Regions from separate parts of the Mus musculus genome. Here region 2 is linked to region 1. The links are chromatin contacts, called in public capture Hi-C maps. All regions are on one chromosome and are shown on one strand. Each heading gives the region's core, a stretch centred on a gene start, on an enhancer-like site or on the middle of the called end of the contact. The rest is flanking DNA. Distances are from core to core; before and after follow the strand shown.

Region 1 (7,122 bases), core at 3,357-5,856:
TGTTGTACACATATGTACTACTCTGCTTCCTGCCGGGTCCTGAGACTGAGATCTGTGGACCTGTGTGCTATGGGCCATTTTCCAAATGGAACACGGCTGAGGTGACCAGACCTCCTGCCTTGGCTTATGGTAGCTCTGTGTTGGTCCTGTGGCCCCAGTGGCTAGCAGCTGTTCTGTGCCCAGTTAAGCTCAAGCAGGGCTTCAATTCAGACATCTCCATCTCTTGAAATGCACAGGACTCCTGGGCCAGGATGGCACTAGCATACTAGCCTCTGAGCTCCCACGTTGGAGCTGAGAGTCCATGGGTGCCCTAAGATGGCATCAGAACAGCTAGTCAAGCCCGGGCCCAGACTATGTCCTGTAACCTTTGGTCTCAGTACCCCTGTCTTCCCACCCTGTTTTGTATTTCACTTTAACCACTGGTGGCTGGATGGGCAGTCTGAGGAATTGAGTGCAGCTCTCCTGACAAGACACTGCCCTGACTGTACGTAGGATAGAGAGAGTGGGTGTTATGTGGGAGCCAGAACACATGCAAGCATTGGAGGCAGAGGTAGGTAGCCTTGCTCCTGAGGTTCATGCAGAAGTCCCAGGTTGGGCAAGACTGGAAAAGCACCCAGGAGGAAGGAAGGATGCTGGGCAGACCCGCCCTGGCTGGGCAGGCCCGCCCACGCTAGACTTGAGCAGCCCCTACAGATTCTGCCCTGTCTGGGTCAGGCAACAGTGCAGGTCTGAAGATCTCAGGTCTCTCTGAGGCAGGGGTTGCTGTAGGTCGGTTTGGAGTTGCTAGGTAGGGCTGCATCTCCCCTGGGCCTGGGGTCCAGTCAATAGCCAAGATGGCTGACACTCTGACCCAGGAGCAAGGATGTGGGGTCTAGGTCTATCCTGGGTGAAGCCTGGAGCTAGAGGTTGGTGGGACAAGCTCAGCTGGTAGTGAGCTTGCCTTGCTGACACAAAGGATCAGAGTCCAATCCTTAGAATCCATGAAAAATGTCACTTGTGCTGTCTGGAGAGGTATAAATAGGTAGGTCCCAAGGTCTTAGGCTAGCCAGGCCAGCCTAATGGTGAGTTCCAGGCTAATGCGACCCTGTCTCAAAGGAGATGCAAGACATTTCTGAGAATGACGCCTGGGCTGGCTGTCCTCTCAGCTCCTTCAGACTTGGGGGCTTTTGGGCATGGTACTTCCTGGAAGATGGTGCCAGAACAGATGAGGCTGGGCACACCACCAGGACTGGTGGCCTAGGAAGACGCTGTGGTATTGACCTGTCTGCACTGACTGGATCTTAATCAAGTGCTCCTCTCACAGGAATAATGAAGGCCATGGAGGGACACCGCAGTCAAGTCCTGCAATCTTAGCTAGGCTTTGCATAGCCTGGGCCTGAACATGTGCCTGGGTGAGGGCCAGGCAACAGCTTCACAGCAAGAATGACAAGCAGCTTTATAGCTGGGGTCAGGCAATCGTGTCTACAGTCCCTGCTCAGCCAGGGCTCACGGGAGGGAGGTAGCCCCTAAATCACTCCGAGTCAGCGCTAAGAGCTGGGCTGCTCTTTCCTCAACCACAGGATGGGAAAACTGAGGCTTAACACTCCGGGGGGGGGGGGTAATGACAGGCAGTCTGTGCCCGTTGGCTCCTGCGGGTAATAGCATCTGCTCTCCTAGGGTGCTTGGCCCATTTTGAGCCAAGGCATGGATGCCCGGGAGAGAGGCAGCCGAGGCCCAAGCAGACATTACCAGGACCAGAAAGTGCTTATCAAAATATTTTATTTTAGGAGATAGCTCAAAAAAGACCCTCCACATTGGACAGACACCCCAACAATACCCCTGGCCTTTATTATTATTATTATTTTTTTGTCTTTTCTGTTTTTTTCCTTTTTAATCAACTAAAACAATTTGATGCTTAAAATAAAAGACAGGAAATGTTTCCCAATCAGACTTTAGGCAAGAATATATATATATATTCTTCTTTAGGCAAGTATATATATACTTCTGATCCAGGGAGGGAGGGATGGTGCCTGTAGTCCAGAAGTGTTCGGCTTTCCTGTCCCCAGAGGAAGCTGCTGAAAACTGCAGCCCAGGAGGTCACCTGGGAGAAGTGAGGACGGAGGCAGAAGGGTGAGGCCAGCCCCTGCGTGCCTGAAGCTCTTAAGTTACACAGAGTTGGTGTCCCCTGTTCAGTGCTGATCTGTCCGTCTGTCCATGGAGACTCTATTCTGGAAGAAGCTGGTTCAGTCTGGTGGGGAGGTTGGGACTCAGCCTCATCTTCATCTTGTGTGTGGCTTCTTTTCCAGCTGAGAAACTTTTTTTTTCTTTTTTAATTTTTAAAAAGAATCACAGCCAAAATAAGACATTGACTGGAAAATCCAAAATGGCTGCGCTTACCCTACTCTTTATAAAAACATGAAGAGTCTACTCCAGGAGTGAGCTGGGCCACTACACTTTCCCGGGGATCTTGGCCCGCTTGCGAGCGATGGCGTCCTCAACCGCTTTGAGCTGTTTAAGGAGCTCCTCTCGCCGTGACAATGTGCTGGCCTTCCCTGACTTGGTGCCTGCTGTGGCAGTATCTGTGGCTTTGCCAGGCACGCTGGTGACCTTGCTGGAGCCCTTAGACTGGGGTGACAGTGGACGCTTCCTGTAGGATTGAGAAGGTGTGAGGCAGAGGTGACGAAGAGCCTGCCCTTGGGTAAGTGCCCAGGGCTCCCCACTTCTTCTGTGGGGAGACAAGGAGGGTGTAGGCTAGCCCGCAGCCTCTCCTATTTGCCCCACTATATAGGCACCCTGAGAACCACTGGCCCTTGTCTAGGGTTCTTCAACAAGACAGTAATATGCAGTTGTGCCCGACTAGTCTGAGGGGTTAAAGAGGAGTGGGCTGAGACTGCTGTCTGTCCTTCCTTCCTGTCTTCCATGTCTCCCATACTCCTAAAGCCGATCAATTGTCCAGGACAAGCCTGTCATGGAAGTAGGCAGAGACTTACCTGTCCGCTGGGGCAGCAGGAGCTTTAGCGTTCTGGCCTCTCTGCCTCTCTGGTTTTGGGGAGCCCATTCTTCCACCTGATTTCCGGTCTCGAGAACCTAGTAAGCAAGGGGACAGAATGAAGCCACTGCTTTGTATGTGGGGCTGTCAGAGAACCCTAGTCCAAAGCATCAAAGTGACCAAGTGTGGTTAGCTCTAACTCTGGCACCTGAGGTAGAGGAAGGAGGAGCAGGACTTGAATGTGGTCCTTGGCTCATAGTGAGATTAAAGTCAGCCCGGGTCACCACGAGGCCCTGCTCAGAAAGTCACAGTATCAGGGCAGCTGGCACTTTTCTTTCTATAAAGAATAAAACAGGAAACGCCAGGGTGGGTGACATGAGTCAGCAGTTAAGAGACTGGCTGCTCTTTCAGAGGACCTCAGTTCAATTCCTAGCACGTGTAGGGCAGCTCATAACTGTCTGTAACTCTAGTTCCATCCAGGGGGTCCAATACCCTCACAGACAATGCACGAAGGCAAAACACCGATGGACATAAAACATTAACAAACAAACAAACAAACAAATAAATAGTGAAGACAAGACAAGACAAGCCAGGCAAAGCCAAGCGCTCCTTCAGAAAGCAGGCCTGGAGCTGGACTCATCTCATCAAGTCTTCTCCTTAGTGAGACCCCTCTCTCTCAGCACACGCATCTGACAATGCAGAGAATTAGAACTGGAAGCCAACTCAAGAGTGGAGTGCTCTCCTTTGTCAGGCTGGGCTAGGTAGCAGAGAAGAGGGCAAGGCCTGAGCATGACCCAATGGCCATGGCTCTGAGGAAAGAATTCCCTCTGGAGTTCAAAGCCCAAGGGTCATGGGCCCAGAGACCTGCCTGAAGTGAGCCCCAGAGCCTCAGCAGCAGCAGTCACCTCCTCTACACCTGCTTCAGAGAGGCAGGTATTGGTTTATATTGGTTTTTGCTCTGTCTATTAAAGCAAACCAGGAGAATCCCCCATCTTTCCTGCTGGGCTTGAGATGGGGTGTCCTGGGAGATTTGGAGGGTCTCCAAGACTCTCTTAGTCTCCAAGGTTAAAACAATGACTCAGAGCCACTGTGCCTTCCCACATGCCAATGACCCTAAGGTGTGCAGAGGCACAGCTGGGTCAGTCTGGGGTGAGGTTTCACTGACTGACTGCTGGTTGTGCAGGCTGGGTTTTATGGCAACTTGACACAAACTAGAGTCATCTGACAACCTCGATTGGGAAGATGCCTCCCTAGGATCTGGTTGTGGGTAAGCCATGGGGCGTTTACTTAATAAGTAATTGAATTAGGAAGGCCCAGCCCACTATGGGTGCTGCTCCCCCTAGGCAGGTGGTCATGGGCGGTATAAGAAAGCAAGCTGAGCAGGCCAGTAGGCAGCACCACGTCACAGCTTCTGCATTAGGCGACCCCGAGCTTCCTGTCCTGACCTCCATGATGAACAGTGGTGTGGAAGTGTAAGCCAATAAACCTTTTCTTCCCCAAGCCACTTTTGGTGATGGTGTTTTACCATAGCAACAGTGGCCCTGACAACGACGACGATAGCCGACGTGAGGAGGAGAGCGGATGCACTCAGTCATTTGCCTGCTGCCTCATGCAGCCCAGCCTGGTCTGGACTCTGGATAGCCAAGGATGACCTTGAACTTCTGACCCTCCGTCTCCAGTGCTGACGTTTCAGATGTGGGGCCAGGAACCAAACCCAGGGCTTTTGTGCAAGCCCTCTACTAGCTGAGCCCCTACCTGCCCCCTCACCCACTGTTTTGGTTGTATACTGGAAGGTTGGTCATTATTAACAGACTGCATTTGTGTCGCTGGGCAGACATTATTTATCATCTGTAACCAGGATCTTGTGCGCTACCACTGAGCTATATTTAAAGACTTAAAACCTTTCCCATCACACACCTATAATCCCAGCACTTTGGAGGTGGAGGCAGGAGGATCATGAGTTGGAGACAAGCCTGAGCTAAAGAGTAAGAAAATGTCTAAAAGGAAGAGCAAAGCTCGGTGCGATCGCTAGCACTACAGTGCTCATCACAGACACACAGTGGGGTTTTTAGGTTCCGCTACAGTTTTCAGAATATACTGGTGTCAAGCCCCCGCAGGTGGGCCTTCTGGCTTATGGGTGACATCCATAGTATAACCTCAGGCACAAGACCTCCAAGGCTTACCTCGGTCTGGGGACAAGTTGGCCTTCTTGGCAGGAGGGCTCTGCCGGTCCTTGTCTGATGGCTCATAGCGCTTCCGGCTTCCTTTATCAGCCGCCTGAAACAGCACAGTGAGGGCGGTAGGGCCCAGATCGTTGTTAGGCCAGGCAGAGGGTGGCGGTGTATCTGTTGTTACTGGAGAGTGGTTCTTTGCTCCCATGAGCCTCCTCTTGGCTGAACCCCTGACCCTCCAAAGCAGTTCTGTGGCCCTTGCCACCATGTGATGGGGCCCTCTGTGCTGCATGAGGAAGTGCCTTGCAGGATCTCAACATGTCAGGCCTTGGCCCTTCCAGACATGTGCAGAGCTTTGAAGATGTCTGATGCTGGGGTGGGGTCAGGACCCAGGCTGGCCAGGCCGCAGGTACAGGCACATGGATGGGCGAGGTCCCTTGGGCGGAGACCCCAGTACCCAGGCTCAGGTGCAGTAATACAGGCCTGTCCCCTTGTCTCACCTTGTTCAGCAGTGTCAGCTTTATCTCCTTGTGGGCAACAAAGGAGCCCTGTTGGGGCTGCCCGGGGACCGCCGGCTGAGGCGCCGCTGCCTGCTGGGAGGCCTTCCCACCCGCTGGAGCTTTAGAGGACTTGGGCGGCTGCGCGGATGGGTCCCGCCTCCGCTTTTCCTCTCTCACTCCGTCTTCTTTCTTGGATTTCCCTGTCAACGACAAACCTCAGTCACGGGTTCCTGTGTACATGACCATAAAGCAAAGTCTCTGTCGAAAGCTAACCCCCAAGCCCACATCCCAAGGGCAAGGGCCCTTGCCTACCTCTCTCCTTCTTGGTCTGGGCAGGAGTTGGGGATCGAGAGCTGGCTGAGGACACAGGACTGGCCAGGTCTGCATACATGTCATCTGAGTCCACACTGTGCACTGAGCTGCTACTCGAGGTGGCGCTGGACACTGAGGAAACGCTGCTCACACTCAGAGACCTAGACACACAAGCACAGCTGTGCGCTCAGCCCCACGGTGACTGCAAGATGGCTGGGCTGCAGGCTGACAGGAGGGTCTCCATGGCTTGTCTTTACCCAATTTCCATGTTTATGGGATGCACACAGACATAATACATAGTGAAAGGACAGCTCTGAGTCTCTACTTCACTAACCTGGATGACCCTGTACTGGGGACTGAGCCCTAGTCAACACTGATAAAAAGCACAACTTTAAGCTAGTTGATGGTGGTGCACAACAGTCACAACCCATAGTCCCGGTAACCTGGGAGACAGGCAGATCGCTGTGCTTCAGGATAACGGGTGTGAGCTGCTGGAGGTGTGCTGGAGCCCCTCTGCTCCCAGCTTCTTGGGAGTTCAAGCTCATCTGGGCAACACAGGGAGGCAACACAGGGAGACTCCCAATTCAAACGAGCCTGCAGCTCAGTGACAGGGAGCTTGAGCAGAATGCAAGGCCCTGGGTTTTAGTGGGACCACTAAGACACCTTGTACTCTCCTCAGGGCACAGGAGTAGGGGAGGGAGAGTAGATGGTGATACAGTTTTGATACAGGGCAGTGCCATGACATGTCTATCACAAACACCAACCAGCTTCTTCTAAGGGCATCAGGAGACAGAACAGAGGAGCAGAGACAGGGAGAAGATAGAGTCAGGGGTTCTTTAGTTTTCAAAAACAAACAGGCCGGGCATGGTGGCCCACACCTTTAATCCCAGAACTTGGGAGGCATAGGCAGGTGGATCTCCATGAGTTTCAGGCCAGCCTGGTCTACAAGAGTGAGTTTGGGCACAGAGAAACCTTGTCTCAAAGAGCCAACAAGTAAAAATCCCATAGGTCTTTAAAAGAGTCTAGATTACTAAGGCCTTGGACAAAAGCTAAGGCCCTGATGCGGGAGGACAGAGGAAAAATGGTCACCAGATTCCAAAAGCATCAAGCTGACTCTACCTTCTAACTCCTTTTTGGTTTTCTTTAAGGGATCTTTCTCCCAACTGCTTCA
Region 2 (7,122 bases), core at 2,048-4,547, 860 kb before region 1:
AGTGTATACATAGGACCCCCCTTCAGCTCATTCCTGCACGTGTGTACACCTGTCTACACCTAGCACAAAGGGCAGTGCGTGGCCCCAGAGAGACCTGTGGTGGTATGCTGGGTAACCCCTGTGCTCATTTATGTTTACAATTTAAAGATTGCTGTGTTTGGTTCTATGGTTTTGTGTGCTGGGGGTAAGGGTAGGCTGAATCTAGAGTCTGTGCATCCCAGGCAAGTGCTGTAACCCGCGCAGGCCCCTGAATTTGCAGTCCTCTTGCCTTAGTCTCCCAATAGCTGGGCTACTACATCTGGCTAGAGATGGCCTTCACATGTAAAAGCTTGTGTCCTTGTCCCTCCTTACTCCTCATCCCTGTGGAGACAACCTTCTCAAGGTCATCTCTCAGAGTCCCCAGCTAAGGTCCACAGTGAGCTGAGAACCCTTCTGCCCCGGTTCCGGTTTGGTGACAGGTCCGAGCTGGAGGGTGAAGTAGGCCCTGCTCTTTCCCAGGAGATCGCTCTGGACTTGGAGCTGGATCAAGGTTCTGCTGTGCCCCATGGCTGTTCTACGCCGCAGAGTCACTTTCTGTTTCGGGTGTTCAGAAGACGGCTGCAGGCTCTGGCAAGGCCAGACAGCATGGCTACCAGCCTCAGGAGACAACAAGAACTGCTCACATGCAAACGGTATCATCCGGCGGACTCTCATGCCAGCGTCTGTCTTTAGCTTCCACTACTAATTGCTTATTTCTATTATGTCTACTCCATCCAAGCTTGGAATGGTTTCAGTGTCTTGGTGGCTCTCATAGGAACAAGTGTAAAAGGTGTTTCGGATTCTAGTCTTTCTTCTTAGACTCAAGAATCCCTCTAGGGAAGATGTACTTACTATAAAGAACACGTTTTTGTCCTTTTCTTTTTGTCTTTAAAGTGCAGTGCGACTGTTCTCATAATAGAATTTTCCAGTAAAGGATTGCTTCCTTAGACAGTGGTGCATCCTTCCACCTGCTTGTTGAAATTTTATTTATATTTTTTGAAGTGCATTTAGGGTATCCACAGTGAATAAGCAGGAATTAAGAGCTGGGGACAAAGGCAGCGTTGAGCACATGAGCTCAAGGGCAAGGTCAGTGGGAACTAGAAGGGCTGTGGCTTTGAGCAGCATCACTTGATCTGGAAAGTATTGTACAGGGCAAGGACACCCTGTCCATGCTGTCTGTCTTCACCACGATGCACCCCTTTCTTTCCAAGGCTTCTCCTCTGCCTGCCTCCATCTGTTCTCGTGGGTGGCCCCCAGGCCGGACAACCTATCTCCCCCAACTGTGGAGAGTTCTTTAGCCTGGTCAACTCTGAGTTGGTATGTGCAAACGCTCTGGGCTGCCCTTTCTACCTCTGTCGGTTTTGTGCTGACTTTGAACTGTTTTCCAGAGAAACTTCTGTTGCCACGGCAGTGTCCTGACCTCTGACATTACCATCCACTTCTTCAGGGTAATGTGATGCCTCCTTCGGGGCCTGGGCTCCCATGGCACCTGGGCTGGCAGACTGCTGAGTCTTAGGATGCTTTTGCTGCAGGGGCTCCTTCGTGTGTGTCTCCGAAGTCAAGACCCAGCATTGGTGGCCAACCAGACACTGACAGAATGCCAGACTAAGTGTCCCGTGATTCTGACTTCAGCACTGGTAGGTCTGCCCAGTTGGGTTTTTTACGTTACATTTATTTATCTCCTCCCCCTCCCCTGACCTCCCTGTATTCATGCAGAAGCCAGGTCTTTTTCCCCACTGTATGGGACCCTGGGATTGAACTCAGGTCGTCAGATTTGGGAACAAGCACCTTTTCCCATTGAGACTTCTCACAGACCCTCGTCTAGGATATTTTCCCAAGAGTTGGGATCTTCACTTCCCGGGAGGTTCAGTGTCCTACCCTGGTGGTCAGTATTCACAAAAATGTGTGGTAGGGGCTGAAGCGCTGGCTCAGCATTTAAAAACAATGTTCTTCCAGAGAACCCAGATGGTGTTTCGTCACTCATCTCTCAGGTTCCAGGGGATCTAACGCCTTCTGATCTCTACAGGCACAAAGCATGTGCCCACATTTACTACATAAACATACATGCAGGCAAAAACTCATATATAAATATATATGAATGTATACATACTGTCTTAGTTAGGGTTTTACTACTGTGAACAGACACCATGACCAGGGCAAGTCTTATACAGAACAACATTTAATTGGGGCTGGCTTACAGGTTCAGAGGTTCAGTCCATTACCATCAAAGTGGGAGCATGGCAGCATCCAGGTAGGTATGGTGCAGGAGGAGCTGAGAGTTCTACATCTTCATCCAAAGGCTGCTTGTGGAAGACTGACATAGGGTGACAGTATTAAGTCCAAACACACAGTGACACACCTACTCCAACCAGGTCACTCCTATTCCAACAAGGCCACAACTCCAAATGGTGCCACTCCCTGGTCCAAGAATATACAAACCATCACACACATACATACATACATACACACATACATACACACACACACATGGTAGGTAGCGCGCACTGGCTCACAGAGACATCCTCTCTCTTCAGTGCTGTTAGCTGCTCAGCATCCCAAGGCACAAGCAATATCTGCAGATGCTAGTTGCTGGTCCCAGGAGCTACTGAAGCTTCCTAGGAACCCTGGGGGCCTCCATCTGGTTCACTATTCTAACCAGAGGGGAGGTGGACAGGTCAAGCCATGGCCAGCTTCATTTCAGTTTGTAGCTCATTGGGTGGAATTAATATTGATGAACTATTCTGTCTTTAGAAAGTTGCTCTCAGAAGCTCTCTTTAAAAAGTGGCATATAGAAGTGGGTCAGGTAGTGCAATGCCAACATTACAGGGTTTTCCTCATACGATGCCCTCCCTTTAAGCCTTGCTCCTGAGCACAAGAATGCCTCATAGATGGGTAGTGGTGGAGCACACATTTAATCTCAGCACTTGAGAGGCAGAGACAGGCACAGGATCTCTGAGTTCAAGGCCAGCCTGGTCTCCAGAGTGTGTTCCCGGACAGCTGGAGTTATACAGAGAAACCCTGTCTTGAAAGAAAAACGAAGAACGCCCTATAAGCTGGGTGTGATGGCCTACATCTTTCACCGCATCACTTATGAGGTAGAGGCAGGCTGACCTATGAATTCTAGCCCAGCCTGGTGAGTCCCGGGATAGCCAGAGCTATATCCTAAGACTCGGGCTCAGAAAAAGGAAAGCTAAAAGTTGCACAGCACTGTGACGTGAGCCGTGTGAGGCTCTCAGGAATTCCTAGCTTGACTGACAATTAGGTGTCTCGATGGTGGCCAAGGGGCAGCATATCTCATGGTTGTCCATGACAACTCCCTTAGTCTGCTTCTTGGTGGTCTTTCACTTCTCAGTTGTGGTGGTCGAGCCTGGAGCCAGTGCTGTGTGGTCGGTGGATGAGATGTTATCAGAGCCCACTGCCTCGAGAGCTGCGGAGGCTCCAGGAGGCCCGGGAATTTGCTAGCAAGTAAGCTGCCGCAGTGTCACGGGGGAGCCCAGCTAGTCCCTAGCTGGGCTGTGTCTATGGGCATCCTCTGAGTACTGGGGTGCTGCCCCTGAGTGCAAGGGGAGCCTCTGACTGAGCTGGCTGGCTGGCCTGTTTAAGGAGACTGCTCTAGTGTTCCTGAAGACTGGTTTCATCAGGTTTGATCCAGCTCGCCCTGCCCTGCATTCTGCTCTAAAGTTTATTTAACTCGGGGGCCCACAGGCCCAAGGCAGGCAGCACAGGGCAGGGAGCAGGTTCTCACCTCTCTCTTGACTTGAATGAGAGCCCAGTCTGATCTCTGCCAATGCTAGCTGACATCCCAGAGGAACACCAAGCCCCTGCAGCAACCAGGGAGTCCTCAGAGGCCTCGGCAAGACATTGCTCTTTATAGAGGACTTCCTTCTGGTAGCTGGTTTGGAATCCATGATGTCTGTGTCCTCCCTGATCAAAAGTACTCCAAATCCTGCTCAGTAACCAAGCCGGTCTTGCTGTCAACCCTGCTGCTAAGGGAGCTGCAGGGAGCTCAGATGACTCCTCTGACTCCTGTAGTGAACAGCATGAGTTTTCTGCCACACTCTTACCCTCATGGAAACTAAGATATCATGCTAGTAATTGGGCCTGACTCTCTTGGGCTAGCCCAGTTACAGGCCCACATGAACAAGCAGGAATACGGAGAACTTAGTAGTACTATGGCCTCTTCCTTCAAAGCTGCTGGGGCCCCGATATCCCATTATGAGGTGGGTAGGGCTAAGCTGGTTCCCTCACAGTGCTGTACACCGTGTGACTTACGTACAGGGATGGCCCCACCTATCAGGTCCTCCCTGAGGAGACAGACACAATCATCTGTAGTGATTCTGGGCCCTGCACTGTGTTTGAGAGGAGAGCCCCTTGCTGTTAAACACAGATACCTGGTGGCCAGGAGTGTGGCCATTAACTCTCTGCAACGATGTCTGTGTGTCAGTTTCGCCTCCGCGTCAGCTTCCCCAGCACCCAGCCCCGCCTGGATCGCAGCTGCTGCGCTGCACTTTGCGTGGAGAGGAGTTAGGAAGGAAGATGTCACTGCACATCTGCAAAGGCTGGACTGCCAAAGAGAGGAGGTGAGACAGTCTCCAGGGAGGTTGGCCCACTGGCTTTCCAAAGACAAGCAGATTTGGGGTTTTCACTCTTTTTCACAGTTAAACGATTAGCTTAGTGTTTATTGGTAAAATGCTTTACTTTTGGAAGTGCTTTGTCGGGCTTGTTTTTGCCTGCATTACAACTTAGAATAAAGCTACCAGCCAGTGTCCACACTGTGAGCCAAGGCTGTAGCTCTGCCTCTCTGTTCCAGCTTCTAAGAAGCAAAAGCACAGTCAGGCCTTGAGTGCTGGGCCCTAGAGAAAGAGTCCTAAACACCCAGTGCCTTCTCCAATGAGTACTTACATGACCTCTGGTGTGTGGATCAAGATTTGTTGGGGACAGAGGAAATGTGAACCAGCACTTGGGAAGGAAGTTGCCGCCCCTCTCACTTTTCAATATGGGTCCCCCACTGGCTCATAAAGTATATCCCAACCTAAGAACTCTATCAGCAGTAGAGCTGATTATTTGCTGACTGTAATATAAATGCCCCAGGATTCTTCTAAGCCCATTTTCCTGTTGCTTTTGGATATTAGAAGGAATGTTAATGGCTTCAGAGCCATATGGTGAGAGAGAACTGATTTACACAGGTTGTCCTCTGACCTGCATGTGTACACAAAATAAAATGTAGCAACAGTTGTTTGAAATGACCCTATTGGCCGTAATTTATTCTGAAATATGCTCCTGAATGGTAGTAAGCCTGGCATAGTGGTTCATACTAGCAATCATAGCACTCTGAAGGTTGAGACAGGAAGATTGCTGACATGGGTTTGAGCCACCCTGGGCGTCTCAAGAAAAGTGACGTAGGGTTTCTCCCTGTCCTGAGATCCACTGAGGCCCTAGGCTCTGGAGTGTGTGTGTGTGACTTTGATGCAGTAACTGTTTTCCTCCTAGCTGCTCATCGCCCTCTTCTTCTTTTCCTTGATGGGTCTACTCTCGTCCTACCTGACCCAACGGGTAAGTCAGACCGTTCAGCTGAGGTAGCCTTTTCCCTGCAACCCTGGCTGGGCAGGAGCCCCAGGTAGTACATTGCGCTCAGACTTCAGATCTCTGGGTATCTGAGGCTCTGTTTCTTGTTTGGTTTTCCTTTTGAGGTCTTGCTTCTGAGCTTGGCACAGTGACCTGGTGGGTATGGGCGCCTCTGTTCAGCTTGTGTCACCACTTTTAGACTTTGCAAAGTAAAAAGGAAGCACAATGACTGAGGGTTCTTCTGTGAACCACAGGACACTGCGGAGCATCTGAAGGCTGTGGACATCTGTGCCGAGGTCCTCACGTGCTTGGAAAGAAGGAAGGTGTCCTGGCTGGTGCTCTTCCAGTTGACAGAGAAAGGTGAGGAGCCATGTGTCCCTGAAACAGTATGGGAAGGCTGGCTCCACCCAAGATGAGACAGACATAAATGGATGTACTGTCACGACAACCTCCAAACAGTAACAACTCTGGGCAGCAAACTTCTATGGGTTTTACTTTTTACTGAGTTTATAAAACCTTACACTTTAATTTGGGGTACTAATTCAGGGCACACACACTTTTAAAGGAACAGAAGAGTCCATTCCGGGCACTCAGAGGTCTACCAGCAGACACGCTGTAGGGAAAGCAGTGGGAGAAGGACCTATTGGACTCCCAGTCTCTATTCTGTGTGAGACCAAGGGGAGAAAGACCCCTCTTCCCAGCAGCTCTTACAGGTGCCCTCAGTGTAGTCCACAAGCCCCTCTCAATGTCACCACAGCTAGACAGAAAGCTTCCAGGGCACAGGACATCTCCGAGTTCGCACAGCACTTGACACTGGGTTCAGGAGCCCACAGAGCTGACTCAACTCGGTTTTGCAGATGCCAAGCTGGGGCACCTCCTTCACTTGGCCCCAGATCAGCACACCAGGCTGCTACCACTTGCTTTCTACAGGTAAGTCAGTGAGTGTGAGGGAGGGAGCCCAAGCTCCTGGGGCCTGGAGGTCAGAGTAAAGGCGATGTTTCCCAAGGCCGCTCACTGGGTGGGGAAAGGTGCTTGCCAGTTTGTTCTACAAATGTGTGTATAGTCGCTGGGCTGGGCTGGGCTGGGCTGCTGCTCAACTCTCAGCATCTTCCGGTCCTTCACTGTCTTGCTTCCCCCACAGTCTCCTCTCCTGCTTCAGTGAAGGGGCCGCTGTCAGGGAAGCAGCTTTCCTGCACGTTGCTGTTGACATGTACCTCAAGCTGCTACAGCTCTTTGTGGATGGGGAAACCAGGCTCCAAGGGCACTCCGAGTCTCAGGTGAGTGCCCCACGTCTTCGAGGGAGACACTCCCTGGGAGCAGCAGTGAGGTGTGCTAGTGCCACTTCAGTGTGCCTCACACTTGACTGCCTGTCTCCGTTCTAGGGCAGCCCTGTACAACTGATAACAAAGGCACGTGTTTTTCTGCTGCAGCTAATACCTCAGTGCCCAAAACAGTGCTTCTCCAACATGACAGAGGTAACAAACCCAGAGTGTCCTCCCCGAGCTGATTTCCCAACTTAGATCAAATGAAGCCACAGCC

Evidence for each region. Capture Hi-C pulls out chosen DNA fragments and counts their contacts.
Region 2: a capture Hi-C map of embryonic stem cells shows a contact between it and region 1, with 3 times the contacts expected there. The contact joins two enhancer-like sites. A contact is called at or near these places in 1 of 39 promoter capture datasets (cranial neural crest) and 2 of 9 other capture datasets (embryonic stem cells and liver).

Annotation. Positions count from the first base shown.
Region 1 is chr8:122,411,980-122,419,101 of GRCm38.p6, reverse strand. It overlaps Zc3h18 (zinc finger CCCH-type containing 18), which reads right to left. Exons shown (of 18, transcript NM_001029994.1): 14 at 5,952-6,112; 15 at 5,640-5,839; 16 at 5,152-5,245; 17 at 2,970-3,066; 18 at 1,742-2,626. The coding sequence ends at 2,428. Among named protein-coding and RNA genes, the nearest start is that of Il17c, 6.5 kb to the left of the region's middle. Within about 2 kb of position 4,606, at least 34 of the 459 cell types and tissues checked have an H3K27ac peak or open chromatin away from gene starts, as enhancers often do. A contact at or near this core is called in embryonic stem cells, where this site is marked.
Region 2 is chr8:123,268,681-123,275,802 of GRCm38.p6, reverse strand. It overlaps Fanca (Fanconi anemia, complementation group A), which reads left to right. Exons shown (of 43, transcript NM_016925.3): 32 at 499-671; 33 at 1,230-1,335; 34 at 1,407-1,466; 35 at 1,551-1,655; 36 at 3,371-3,483; 37 at 4,463-4,598; 38 at 5,509-5,571; 39 at 5,838-5,943; 40 at 6,441-6,513; 41 at 6,725-6,860; 42 at 6,966-7,058. It overlaps Zfp276 (zinc finger protein (C2H2 type) 276), which reads right to left. Exons shown (of 11, transcript NM_020497.2): 11 at 5,252-7,122. Among named protein-coding and RNA genes, the nearest start is that of Vps9d1, 18 kb to the right of the region's middle. Within about 2 kb of position 3,297, at least 15 of the 459 cell types and tissues checked have an H3K27ac peak or open chromatin away from gene starts, as enhancers often do. A contact at or near this core is called in embryonic stem cells, where this site is marked.